Regions from separate parts of the Anser cygnoides genome. Here region 2 is linked to region 1. A link is a contact called in public Hi-C data. All regions are on one chromosome and are shown on one strand. The core of a region is the stretch at or near the end of the contact, and the rest is flanking DNA. Distances in the headings are between cores, read along the strand shown.

Region 1 (6,806 bases), core at 2,369-4,868:
CCACTTGTGGTGTCTTCATAATTCAGCATCACAAGTACAGATGTATGAATAACAAAGGCATGTTTCTGGAAGTCAGGATTTTCTGTAAAGATCTATGATCTCTACCACTGGTCCTGAGGCAGTGTAAGGAATTTATAGGCTTTTCACTGGGACGAACCAAATTATTCACTCAGATTTATGCTGCTTATGAATAAGACCATCACAAATGCATGCCCTGATGTCTCACTGAGCTCTCAAACAGGCTGTATGTACCCAAGCCCTGTCACACATCTCCTGTGGGAAGGAGGTGGATCTCGGTGAGAGATGGTGGTTCGGTTCGGGCTGGCCACGAGCTCTGGCACAACTGGGCTCAAGGCTCTCCTCTGTTGCTCCTCCTGAAGTCCTTTTGCAGGAGGAAATACAGATCTTCGGGTGGCAGAGCAGTCCTGTAGCATACTGATGATTATTTTCAAGTGAGAGGGGGAATATGATATTCCAGTCTGTGTGTGTTTTGCATTAAATAGCATTTAGGAGCAGTGAGTAGAAGCTCAAGTGTCTCCTTTCAAGTGGCTCTAGCAGTGACTGAACAGCACCTTTCTCTCACTCTACACTGCTCCTTGCTCAGTGGCATTAGTTCAGTTGGAAGGACAGGGAAAAGCAGCTCACCTTCAGGCTATCCCATACCTGCTGGATAGGATATCCTTCCAAGGAGCTGGGAAATGTGACTTTGAATCCCTACAGCTTGAGGAAGGGACCTGGTCTCCTACTTTCCGGGTCTGCATTCTGATCTTTAGGCTGTTTTACAAAAAAGGGAGCAGCAGTGTGTGCCATCTTGTTCACTTTAAAAGAATAAATTGAGCTGGAATCACCTGCCAGAGACACTTGCAACCAGAAGTAGGTTGCAGCCTGTGCCTCCCAACCTCAGGTGGGCGTGCAGGTACACACACTGGTGCCAGACATGGTTGCTGCTGCCTGGTTTAGCTGTCTGGCTGCTCCAAATCCCATCTCGATGCCTTTCCTCGCTGTGCAAGGCACAGGAAACCCAGAGTCAAGGCACAGGAAACCCAGAGTTGTGAATTCCACTTGCAAGCAAGGCAAGAAGGTGCCTTGGAGAACTGAAGTGACTTGCCAGGGTCGTGTGAGGGGTGTTTGGTGCAATAGGAAATTGAGCTGTGGTGTCCCAGATCTCAACTTAGTGGCCAAACCACTGAGTCTCCTCCTTCATGTGGAGAAACCTTAATCCTTGACTGTGAGCCCTATTTTCTAAGTAACCTCTCACTGCTTCATGAGGAATAGAGTTTTTCTAGTACCTTTGTCTCCTGCCCATTGGGAAAAAAATGCAACAGAAGTCAGTGCCAATGCATAGTTGGTAAAAATTGACAGTAAGTATAGTTTACTACGTGGCTTAACATATCATTTGGTAATTACATGCGTGAAGATACCATTGTAAAATATCTGGAGGGAGAAAGTGCACTTTTTTTATATATGATATTGCGTGAATGTAAATGTAGTGTAGATGGTATAATTAAAAAAAAAAAAAAAAGGACAAGTAAAGGTGTATGACTCACACCCATACATGCCTGGAAACAGTTGTTACTCTTTCTACAAAGAAAATGATGAAAAACTATGTACTGAAGTGGGACATAGAGTGATTGCATTACTTGAATTATGACTATGGATTTCTTTCCTGTCAGCTGTACCTTAAACTCACTAAAATCAGAAATGAGAAGAAATGATCTCCATGGGATGGAGAAAAGACCTATGCAGCCAGTATTTAGCTGTTATTTATTAAGTAGTGGCTTGCAAAAATGTGGACGAAAAGAAAGGCACTTTTCTATAATATTAAATGCTTCTTTCACAAAACACCTTTGGGACTTAAATGGTATCGTAAGTTTGAAATGGTTGTTCACCAGGGCTTCCATCAGAGCAGAAGAATCAAATCTGAATTGCTGCATTGATGGTAACGTGCTGCATCACAGTGAAAATAAGACCCATCCAAGAATTAGCAGCTTACACACTAGCCTGTTTTTTCAGTCTTTTATTACAGCAGAGGCTTAGTTCATAGGTCTTCAAGTTATTTGAGCAAAACAGTGATTAACCTGCACAATGATGTACAGAAGCAAAATAAAGGTGGTTGTGTTTGTTACTGCATGTAGCATCATTGCTGACCTGACAGAAGAATAGGTGGTACCGTGGGGTATTTATTTCCAGATGACAGATACGTTAGGTTATCTAACTACGCAGTGGAGGATTTGGGATGAGAGCAAGAGCTGATAGTAATGCTGGCAATTTCCCTCTCTTTTTTTTTGCAGGTCACTGTCAGGGGATTTGGTCCATTGCTACAGTTTGCCTACACTGCGAAGCTGTTACTCAGCAGAGAAAACATCCAGGAGGTCATCCACTGCGCTGAGTTCCTGCGCATGCACAACCTGGAGGACTCCTGCTTCAGCTTCCTTCAGACGCAGCTGCTGAACAACGAAGATGGCCTGTTCCTGTGCAAAAAAGATACCACCTGTCAGCGCATGCACGATGAAGAGAACTCAGATGGAGACGAGGAGGAGACAATGGAATCGGAGACGTCAAAAATATCTTGCCCAAGAGAGAGAATGCACCAGGAGTCCTTCAATTTTGAAGCCACTGTTGCTGGAGCAGACAAAGGAGAAGGGATGCTGCCTGACCCTGACATGCTGAGAGATAGCAAGGACAATTTGGACAAAGATGCAGTAACACGGTACCCCAGATACAAGAAATACCAGCTTGCTTGTACCAAGAATGTCTACAACACATCACACATCAGTACCTCAGGTTTTGCAAGCACATTCAGCGAAGAGAGCTCTGGAAATGGCCTCAAATCAGGACTTGCTATGGGGCAGATAAAAAGCGAGCCTCAGAATGAAGAGAACGATGAAGAAAGCATCACACTTTGCCTGTCTGGAGATGAACCTGACATCAGGGATAAAGAAGGGGATGTTGAAATGGACAGGAAACAGCCAAGCCCCACTTGTGTCGACAGGCCGAAAAGTGGGTCCTCTCCTTCTTGCTTGCGGTCTTTCTTCAACAGAACAAAAAGCATAGATTTGGTTGGCTTCCCCAGCACTTCCCAACAGCACTTTGGCAGGAGTCCAGCATGCCCTTTTGAAAAAGGGACAACTCAGGGTGACCACAAAACTGATTACGTCCCTTTCACGGGGAACTATGGACAGTCCCATGCCATGCAGAAGGATGCTTCCAACTTCACAGTGGGATCGCCGCTCAGGGGGCCCGGCTTTGAAACTCTCTGTAAGCAAGAAGGGGAACTGGACAGGAGGAGTGTTATATTCTCTTCAAACGCTTGTGACCAAGTAAACACTTCGGTGCATTCATATTCTGGTGTGAGCAGCTTGGACAAAGACCTCACTGAGACTGTGCCAAAGGGCCTGTGGGCTGGTGGCAGCCAGTCTCTGCCCAGCTCCCAGACCTATTCCCACAGCGGACTGACAGCTGATCACTTGTCGGGAAGGATGCGGCCGAACACCAGCTGTCCAGTGCCAATTAAAGTTTGCCCTCGCTCGCCTCCTTTGGAAACCAGAACCAGGACCTCCAGCTCATGCTCTTCCTACTCGTACGCAGAGGACGGCAGCGGCGGCTCTCCCTGTAGTCTGCGTCTTTGTGAGCTCTCCTCTTCCCCCTGCTCCCAAGGCCCCCGATTCCTGGCGCCCGAGCACCAGGAACCCGGCGTGGTGGGAGATGGATTGTACAACCCGGTCCGAGCCCAGATTAAATGTGAGCCATCCTATGGAACAAACTCCAGCGATGAGTCTGGGTCATTCTCAGAAGCAGACAGTGAATCATGTCCTGTGCAAGACAGAGGGCATGAGGTAGGGATTTAAGATAAGTACATATATGACAGTCGTTGTGACCCAATTAATTGCTCCTTTATTCTCTCAAATGTCTTGGCGTTTTCCCAGCACTTTCTTTGTTTATAGAGGCAAAGAGTAACTTCTGTTTATTCCCTCACCAGCTGAGCCCACGTGGTTAACTTCCCGTAAATATGCCTGTTTGACCTCCGAGATGTTCAGTGCTTATCAGCATCACAGTATTGGGCAATCCCAAACTGCTGAATGATGAGAGTGAGTTTGTGTGCAGAGAAGTTCTGACAGTGTCCTGTTCTCCCTCCCTTAGCCACGTGCGTGACACAAAGCACTGTTCTTCATCCTCAGTGTTTGCCAAGGTGGTTCCAGCTCTGCTTGTCACTGGGGTTGTGTTTTTTAGCAACCTAAAGCTGTGCCTTCACTGACACTGAGGGCTGGGCAGCCTGCCACGACCACACTTGGGTTGCAAGCTCCACCAACTGTTGCATCAGTGGTTCCTAAGAGAAGTTGTCCTTGACATTACAGGGCTGTTAGAATAGCAGGGAGACAGTCCAGGACTGAAGAACATGCTTTGATTTCCCTTAAGGCTCTCCCAAGAGAGGGAGGAGAAAGAATCCTGCTTTAAAACCAGAGATGGGACAGCTGGAAATCCTGTGGTGATGACTAGTTACCTGGGATTGGAAATATGGGCTGTGTAAGGTGACTAGGGTGAGGGAACTCTTCGTTCATGGAGATGTGTTGTGGAGCACAGAAGCTGAAAAAAGACTGGATGTTTTCATCGAGTTGCACTGGAAACTGCATGAACTGGAGAGTGTCTGGGTGCGACCATGTGCCTGGCTTCTCCAGTAATGCTAAAATGCTTCACTGAGAGCTTGTGCTTTAGTGCAGGGAGCAGTGGGAGCCAGTCTGGGGGTTCACACGCAGTGAGCAGCCAGCGCAGAACCAGGTGGCTTAGCTGTGGGCTAGGGGTGAGAAGAGGGAACTTTGCTTTATCCTTTAGTCTTTATTCCCACTGCCTCCCAGGCTCTGGAGGATACCTTTCAGACAGACATGTACCATTCCTTTATTGAGGTATTTTTCTGCTTAGCTCTTCTGTTCTTAGCCGAACAGCCTGGGGAGCCTCTGGTGTCCTTCATCCCTAACATGCTGCACCAGTAGTTCTGGCAGGGCAGTTCTCCGTCCCTATATGCTGAGCTGGGGACATGCAGAAGAGCGAGGAGTCTCCTTGGAAGACTGTCTGGGATATTCTGTGTTGGACCTCACTCAGGAGGCCCTACAGCAGCCGTGCAGAACTGTTCTGCTCGGAAATACCAAGGTTATTTGCAGTCTGGCACTCCCTGAAGTGCTGCGTTTATGAGGGATGAAAAAGAGCAGGGGGTGGGATTGAGGAAGGCGTTGGATTTCCACCCATGTGTGCTGCTTGCTCAGCAGGGGCTAATGCACAGCAGGGTACAGTAAGGAGGGCGGGAGGTTAGCCTTTTGGGGTTTGATGACTAATTAGCTGTCATAATTGGCTAATTGCGTGGAGATGCTGCAGCAGCAGTGACCCCAGAAGAGTCAGATGAGAAGGATATAGGGGACTGTTGGTGGTTCCCAAAAGTAGTGTGCATGTGTGTGCAGGAGAGCGTGGAAAAAAAAGAGGAACAATCACAAAAGGAGCAAATGAGTGGGCTGCAGGAGTCAGACTCAGTGTGCCATGATAGGCACATGTGTCGGACTAGGAGGGTTTTGCTACACTTGTTTTGCCTTTTTTTTTTTCTTGCTTTTGCGAGGCATTTGCTACGAGTTAAAATATGGTGAGGAAAATAATGCTCTCTGAGGTGGTACTGCATTACCCAGAGCAAGCCAAAAGTAAACATATCACACTAATGCTTCCGTTCGGATTTTGTCTGAATTTGTCTGAATTTTTAAAGGTTGTTACCAATATATGAAAGGACATCACAGCCTCATTAAACGCTCTTGTGGTATACAGCAACTTGGGGTGTGTGTCCTGTGATCCTGCAAGATCCACTGCTGTGGGATCCTCAGCAAAGGATATGTTTAGCCATGTAGTAGAAAATATGTAAGTAGAAAATATATCTTGTGGAAGTTCTTGTATGTGTCACTCTACCTGGCTTTAACAGCTTGGTTGCCATTAAAACATGAGGAGACACACAGCGTGCTCTGAAACATGCTGCTTTCTGTCCTTCACCTCCCTTTAAAAGCTGCGTGTGAATCTCCACTCACAAAGTTGTTGGTTTGACCTTGCTGTCCTGACAGCCTCCCAGACTGGTCCCTTGTCCCTTGCTGTATGCACATACAGTGGTTGCTGGGTTTTTCTCCAAAAAGCACCTGATAAGATAGGTGGGAGCGACGTGCAGGCTTACTGCAGCAGGTGGGCTTTCGTTTTGGTGGGACAGCTTGGTGGGAGCAACCCTGATGGACTCTGACCCTGGGTTATCTCACCAAGCTGCTAAGTTCCCCTGGAGTTTGGACCTTGATGGTCTTGATTTGGGTCCCAGAGTGCTGCCAGTGCCAGAATTAATGTCACAAAACATCGTCTGCTGGTATATCGACTGTATGAGAAGTAAGCGAAAGGTCTCTGCTTTTTTAGGGCAATCTGCTTTCCTGCAGACCAGTGCCATGGAGGAGCATGTGCCCAAGGCATTTGGAGCCAAAATTGGCTTTGGAGAGGGTTGCTAGGGCTCGGTGTGACTTCAATGTGGGTGAAGGTGACCCAGCTGTGCACCTGGACCCCTATGGGGCTGCAGACCACAGTCACAAGTATCAGAGGGGGTGGCAGCCCCTGGAACACCACTGGTAAATCCTCTTCTGGATGGCTTTGCCTTTAATTTTTCTTCCCATTAAAGGAGGCACCCAGAGGGTTCTGAGATTTTTCTTCCTGAACACTTTGTGATAGAAGAAGCGAGTGCAACTCGGAGTGTCCCAATCCCAACGTTAGAGAGGTGCAGGACCAGAACTGTTACTTGAGCTGCT
Region 2 (6,947 bases), core at 3,553-6,052, 470 kb after region 1:
TTGACCCCAGAATAGCCTTTCTGGTAATGAACTACAGATGTTACAGCAGTTCGCTCACCAATGGGCGACCTTTGTGTACATACACATAACCAGTGTAATTCTCAGACTGAAGACAAGCATTTGTGAACCACTCAAAACAAACGACTGCATCTGCTGCACACAAGCCTGAGTACGCGTAGCTCGTAGGAATGTCACTAGGGAACTTTAAACAAAATCGCCTGCACAGCTCTTCTAGCCCGGCCGGGGCTTAGCGAAGGCTGAAGGCCTCTGTTCCGGGAGTTGAGTAAGCGAGGTTTTACTATCTCAGGGGAACAATAGATATAGAAGAATGCTGACTTCAGAAGCACCACCTCTGCTAGGATGTGTTCATTGTGTACATTAATTCCTGAGGTGGTGTCTTTTTCTTCAAACGCAGCTGAATTCTTGACCTTCCTGTCCTAGCTCTGATAACATTCTTCTACACCCTAAATGCAGAACAAAAAGTTCAGCCTCTACGTAGCTGATAATATTCCGTTGCTCAACTTCAGGACAGAAAGCTCCTTTTACTAGGTAATTTATTTCTCCTTAATTGATAGATGTTCCCTTCATTAATATTCTCTATTGAATCAGCAACTAAATATTTCTGCTTGCCAAAACTATTTAATGCTGATTCCCATTCAGCAAGGCAGCATCAATTTTTCACAGGCAATGTTGACATTTTACTACATTTCTCTCTTACTTGCTTACCTCCTAGACCCTTTAGGATAAGGATCAGCCTACTCGTAACATAAAACCCTCTAAGAGATCACAACAGAAGAGTTCCTCTTAAACAGTTGTTAGTCAGGCATATATTATTGGGAAAAAAATAAAAAGGCATTGTGTAATCAAGATTCTAAGAGTACAAGAGTTTGTAGAGGACAATAAGGAAATGACGTTGTAGAAGAAAATGTTTAACTGCATGCCGAGCAGGAAAACAAAAGGGTAAAGATGACATGTTGTTATCCTACCCCGATAATCTTTATGATCCAGCAAATTATGAAAAGTTTAAATTTTCAAGACTTCAGAAGTCTCATCCAACAGCTTTAAAGAATTGGCCGAGGAGCTGAGAACTACTGACAGTTGTGTAACCAAATCTGTAATCCCCAGGGGATGTCAGCAAATCAAGGCAGCAACAAAGAGGTGCGTTATGTTGGCAAGTTTTACGTAGGATCAGAGATACCTTTCAGACTGTGTGATCTGAGGTCAGCTCCAAAGGGCAGGGAAAAAGAGTCTGATACTAACAACAGACATAATCAGCAGGGGGAAAAAAAGAGTTGCCATCTTTTATTTGATGCCAACCTACAGGGCTTATGGAAACTACATCTCGACAAGCCAGTTATCAAGATTCAGGAAGATCACAAGTTCAGCTGACAAAATTAAGCACTACTTAAAAATTAAGCTATAGGGAATTCTTAAAAGGCTTTTTCCTTTGTGCTTGTTGGCATTTAGACAAAAGGAGAAGACAGCAGCACAAAAGCAGATCAAAACAGCACGTCCCCAAATGTAGTAAAACCGGGACTTACAGTCTACTAGAGCCATCTTCAGTGAGATTCTACCGGCTTTTCTTTTTGCCCTACTACAGTTTAATGATAAAAATATGTATAAAACGTTTGTTTTTAGAAGACTTGCTAAATTATGGAGTATTTAGGTTACAAAGCGAACTGGGCTAAAGAAGCCATACGCTTTCCTCAACTATGTACCATTATATCAACCAACACAGGTACGTATTTTACGTTAGTAAACATGGAAGTATTCGGGCCAGTCCTAAAATTTTGTATGAACTCTTGGTTTAGAGCCTATGTAGTTAAATAGCCTAACAGCACTATAATGAACATTTTTGCAACTATATAATTAATGTCTACAAACAAAGAAACTCTCCTCTACTTTTTGACCACTCTCATTTCATAATTGGCGGCTAACTAACGCCACCAATTCACCCAAACCCAACAAGGCGATTGCATGGATCAGAACTAGCAACACATCACAAATGCAGGTAACGCTGCCCACTAAATCTCCCTTGAACACGCTCCGAGAAGACGATCCATACCAAGGAAACATTTCACCTAGGACCCTGCTAGCTGTTTTCTTCGTACATATCCTACCTAGTAACCTAACGCCCAGAGGTTACATTGTTTTCCAGTGGATCTGAAAATTTTAAAATGTTTTTAAATCTCATGTAGTTTTGCTTTATACTTCTTTTGAAATATCAGTTATTTAATCACAAATCTTCGTTATCTCAACAAACCTGTCATGCTTATCTACAGTTCAATTCCTTAATAATTTTATATCAGAGGAACATAGTTTCCAGCATAACCATCAGTGGTAGACAAAATGGGTGTAAAACACAAGTCTTAACTTGCACCCTAACTTTCAGTTACTGTTAATTTTCAGTATCAATTAGTTTAATGATCACTTACTATGAAAGTTAAGGAAAATTGCAGCAGGAATTTCGATGTTTAAATCCCTTTCTTGAAATCTAAACTTTAAAGAAACCAAAGAATAAGGAACTTCAAATGACGTATCACAAAGGAAATGTTACTGGAGCTATCGAGTACCTCAATTATTCACTAAAAGAAGGCAATCAGGTAATTTAAGTTCAAACACTTGTACACTCACACAAGAAAAACAGAGACATGATTAAGGGGAGGCCAAATTGTTTTATTTAATTTTTTAGTGACCAATTAAATTTATGGCAGAAAGCTCTGCTTTTTTTTTTTTTCCTTTTTTAAAGAAACCAGCAGTGCTTCATTTGATGGGTTGGAATTCTACTCAAATTCCAGTTAATTTTGTAACAAACACATGAACAGGAATTCCAGATATTGTTTCCAGAGCAGAAATTCACATTTGTATGAAAACTCCATGTTTGTACTTGATTGGGACACAGAATGTAAAACTATTGTCAGTAGTGCATGAGTAAACCATTCACATTTGATCTGGAACCTTGACATCAGAAAGTTGTACTCTCCTTTCAGATTTTTCATTACCTTGTGCAAATCAAGTCAAGTCTTCATGTGTCAAGCACACACTTAAAATTGTCCATGTTTTATATACAAGACATCTACCATTCAGGCAGTGCAAAATACATCCTTTCATAACAAAACTAAAATGTACCTCTCAAAGTATGAACAAGAATATACACATAATACATGATGTACACTATTTACACAACCATAAAAAATATAATACAAGGATTTTTGTATGTGGTTACAAGACTTGACGGTCTTTTGCAATTTTTTTTTTTTGTAATTTTTTTTTTTCTTTGCAACAAGGCATGTGTAAGTTTCCTGGATCTTTGCAGCTCTTCAGAGATCTTGGAAACTACGCTTGAACTTTTAGGAGAGTTTTCAAATGGACTGCCATCAACTCCCTGTTTTGGTCGGAAAGTTCAGCTGTGCCACCCACCCAGTGGCTGGGAGGCTTCGGAAGGACACTAGGTGACGGCGGGTCGCTAAATTTTGCCCCAGCGTAATTTTCTTTTTGGTTCGCTTCTGTGAGGGTGACAGGTTTCTTGGACTTGGCATTTCTGAAGTTCTCTGTGTTTTTAAGTGGCTTTTTCTCCTGCTTCGGAATTATTTCTGTCGGTACAGAATCTTGCCAAAAGTTCTCTATCTTTCTCGCAGAGGTGATCTTGGTCAGCGGCACGTTACATTTGCCCTTCTGCCTGTTAATCTTTGGTTGCTCACACAGATGGAAACCGTGCACAGGCTGGCTGTGGGGGGCGGCAGCCTTCTCAGACTTTCCCATCTTGTTCTTCAGGACCTGCGCAGACAAAGACCTCACGTCAACGGGCAAACCCTCTCCTCGAGAGGAGCCTCCTTGACGGTTCTGTCAGCCCCTACGCTGCCTCTAGGGCCAGACCCCGCCGCCATCACGGCGTCCCCCCCCCCCCCCCCGATCCCCTCACAGCCCCCCCCCCTCGCCCCCCGGCCGGCCGCCATGGGGCGCTGCGCCCCGCGCACGTCCCGCCCTGCGCGCGCAGGGGCGGCTGGCGCGCGGCCAGCAGGCTAAATCCGGCTGTTGCTGGGCGCAGCGGCGGCCGCCCATTGGTGGACGGCGGCGGCCAATCACCGGCGGCAGTTTCGCCCCCCCCCCCCCCCCCCAACAGACGTAACGGAAACTCCGCCGCCGCCGCCCCTCACACGCAGGGCGGAGGGAGGGGGGCGAGCAGCTCCCCCCCTACCCCGCGCTCCGGCCGGGAACAAGCGGCCCCCCCCCCCCCCCCCCCCCGCCTCTCCCAACACCGGGGAAAGGGGGAGAAAAGTACCGAGAAGTGCCCGAGCGCCTTCCCTACCTCCTTCCTCAGGGGTCTGCCGGGCGCGGCTCTCGAAGGGGCGGCCGCGGGGGGCTCCTCCTGGGGGGTTGTAACCATGCCGGGAGCTGGGGGAGCGCGCAGCTCCCCCGGGCCGTAGGCGGCCAGCGGCGTCCTCCTGCCCAGGCCGGCGCGGTGCTGCTGGTACTGCTGGTAACGGCTCGGCAGGAGCCCCGCGGGGCCCGGCCGGATCTTGCCCTTCCTCCGCCTCACCCTCTTGAGCGCGGGCCGCGCGCCGCCCCCCGCGGCGGCCAGGCAGCAGCCGGGCTGGTTCTCACAGTTGCTGTCCCCTCGCCTGAGGCGCTGCAGGAGGCCGGAGGGCAGCCGCCGGGGGTCTTCGGCGCCCGACGAGATGCGAGCCAGGAAGGGCGGCGGCGCCGTGGTGGTGACCATGGTGGGACGCGGGGACCCGGAGCTGTGGAGGGGAGAGGGGTCGGGGGGCCGGGGACCGGCTGCCGGGGCTTTGCGGGCTGAGATGGTGGCGCGGTCGGGGCTGCTGCTAGGAGAACATGGCGGGGGAGTGAGGGGAGCAGCCAGCAGCGCCCCTGTGTTGTTACACCGCCGGGCCACGCCCCCTTCCGCCCTCCGGCCAATCGCCGCGCTGGAACGCCGCGAGCGGCACGCCTCTCCGGCGGGCATAGCCAATCCCCGCGAGCCGGCCGCCGCTCAGGCCCCGCCTCGGCCAATCGGAAGCGACACAAACAGTCGCGGCCCCGCCCGCTTCCGCAGGCCGCCCAATCCGCGCGGACACAAACAAGGGGCACTCCCCAGTCTCCGAGTCCCGAGCCCGCAGTGCGAGGCGAAGGGGCGGGGCCAGCCGCTCCCCTCGCCAGCTCCGCCGGCCAATGGCGGGGCAAGAGAACGCCCGGCGGCCACGCCCCCGAAGGCCCCGGAGCCAATCGGAGGCGACATAAACAGGCGGCGGCGGCGCGCCCGCGGGGGGGCGGTGGCGCGCTCCCGGCTAGGCACGCGGGGAGCGCCATGGAGCCGCCGGCCCCGGGCGGTGAGGGGGCACCGGGGAGCCCGGCCCCGGCCCCGGCCCCGGCCCCGGCCCCGGCCGAGGAGGGAGCGGAGCGGGACGAGCGGAGCCTGGAGGCGCTGAGCCTGGCCGCTGGCGGCACCGGAGCGGCGGCAGCAGCGGCGGCGGCGGGGCGGCCGCAGCCCCCCCCGGAGGGCCGCCGGGCGACGCTGGCGAGCGCCCTGGAGCTGGAGGGGACGGTGCTGCGCGAGGGGCGGCTCACGCAGTTCGTGGCCAACAACCTGGAGCGGCGGATCCGCCTGAGCGGCGCCCCGCGGGGCGAGCAGCCGGGGCCGGGCCCTGGGCCGGGAGCCGGGGCCGGGGCCAGCTCCATCCCCGCCATCGACCCCGGGGCGCTGCAGGACGTGGTGGCCCTGGCCGGGCAGGTGGCGGCGCAGGTGGACGAGCTGCTGCGGGCCGTGCACTGCGGGCTGCAGGCCCTGACGGCGCTCAGCGTCGGCTGCATCCAGACCTACCGCGACGGCGTGGAGAGCCTGGGCGAGGCGGCCGACCTCAGCATCCGCGCCATGTACGCGCTGGTGGCCCGCTGCGAGGAGCTGGACCGCGCCATGCAGCCCGTGCCCGCCCTGGCCAAGCGCATCCGAGACATGAAGGGCACCCTGGAGCGCCTCGAGGGGCTCTGCAAGTAGCGCCGCACCCGTGGCACCCGCTACAGCACGGTGGGTGCGACTGAGCGGGTCAGGCCGCCTGCCCGTGGCCTCTCAAAGCTGGCCCCGGAGCCGGTCTCAGCCCCCCGGTTTCATACGTGGTGCCTTCGGGCCCCCTGCCCGGGCCTGGCCTGCCCTCACGGCCAGCCACAGCCTTGGCCTGGAGGAAGCTTGGCAACCAGTGAAGGAAAAGGGTCTCGGTGTAAACGGCGTGGTGAACCGCCCGCAGCGCTCCGTAGCTTAAGCTCCATTAAAGAATTTGGATTCCACATGCCTTACGCTTGCTGTTTATTGAGGGCTAGGGAAAACTAACCAACCTGAATCAGAAGCAGCTGTCAGTATTTATTTTTGACCAAACCTGAAGTTGTTGTGAACGCTTTCTTGATGTTTACAGGCGTACGTGGGTCTTTGTAGTTGACACTTAGTGCCTGACTGAAGTAACTCTCATGCTGTTACAGTTAACAAACGTGGAGAACGCTGCTGTCTCTTACAGGGCACAGTTGTAAGGGAAGACAAGTGAAGAAAATTCAATTCACCAAAACACTTTCTCTCTGAGAATAATATAAAATCCACGGGATAGAATTGCGATCCGGTTAAGAGCAATCCTAGATACAAAATACTAAATAAAAGCCTTCAGTTAAAATACGCTTTGCCTCTCAGTTTCTGCAGTTTTTGTAGAAATTTGAGTAATGTCACTGTGAAATGATTCTGTGATTTATGTCCAATGTGAAACATATTTAGTTTGATGAGGAATATGTATACATTATGACATTACACGGGTGTATGACTGGCATAAAGTAAATACTTTGGAAGAATTTACTTAGCTTGAAGCTTTTGTATATGCATCACTGTATGCTGAAGTCATTCTGCTGTATCAGTATTTCCATTGAAGCTTGAGAGAGATTCTCTGGTAGCTCTGGTTCCTATGCAACTG

The links. A called contact is a pair of places that touch in the nucleus more often than the background predicts.
Region 2: a contact with region 1 is called in a Hi-C map of liver, with 2.3 times the contacts expected there. The contact joins the promoter of LOC125180298 here to the enhancer-like site in region 1. A contact is called at or near these places in 2 of 7 Hi-C or Micro-C datasets (both in liver).

The regions. Positions count from the first base shown.
Region 1 is chr3:82,849,898-82,856,703 of Taihu_goose_T2T_genome, forward strand. BACH2 (BTB domain and CNC homolog 2) reads left to right here. Exons shown (of 7, transcript XM_066994533.1): 5 at 2,292-3,836. Among named protein-coding and RNA genes, the nearest start is that of GJA10, 30 kb to the right of the region's middle. Within about 2 kb of position 3,619, at least 2 of the 3 cell types and tissues checked have open chromatin away from gene starts, as enhancers often do. A contact at or near this core is called in liver, where this site is marked.
Region 2 is chr3:83,315,483-83,322,429 of Taihu_goose_T2T_genome, forward strand. It overlaps LOC125180298 (BLOC-1-related complex subunit 6-like), which reads left to right and starts at 4,803. Exons shown (of 3, transcript XM_048049491.2): 1 at 4,803-4,871; 2 at 4,873-5,202; 3 at 5,204-6,659. The coding sequence starts at 4,803. The coding sequence ends at 5,995. PNRC1 (proline rich nuclear receptor coactivator 1) reads right to left here and starts at 4,720. Exons shown (of 2, transcript XM_048049497.2): 1 at 4,310-4,720; 2 at 3,337-3,777. The coding sequence starts at 4,720. The coding sequence ends at 3,337.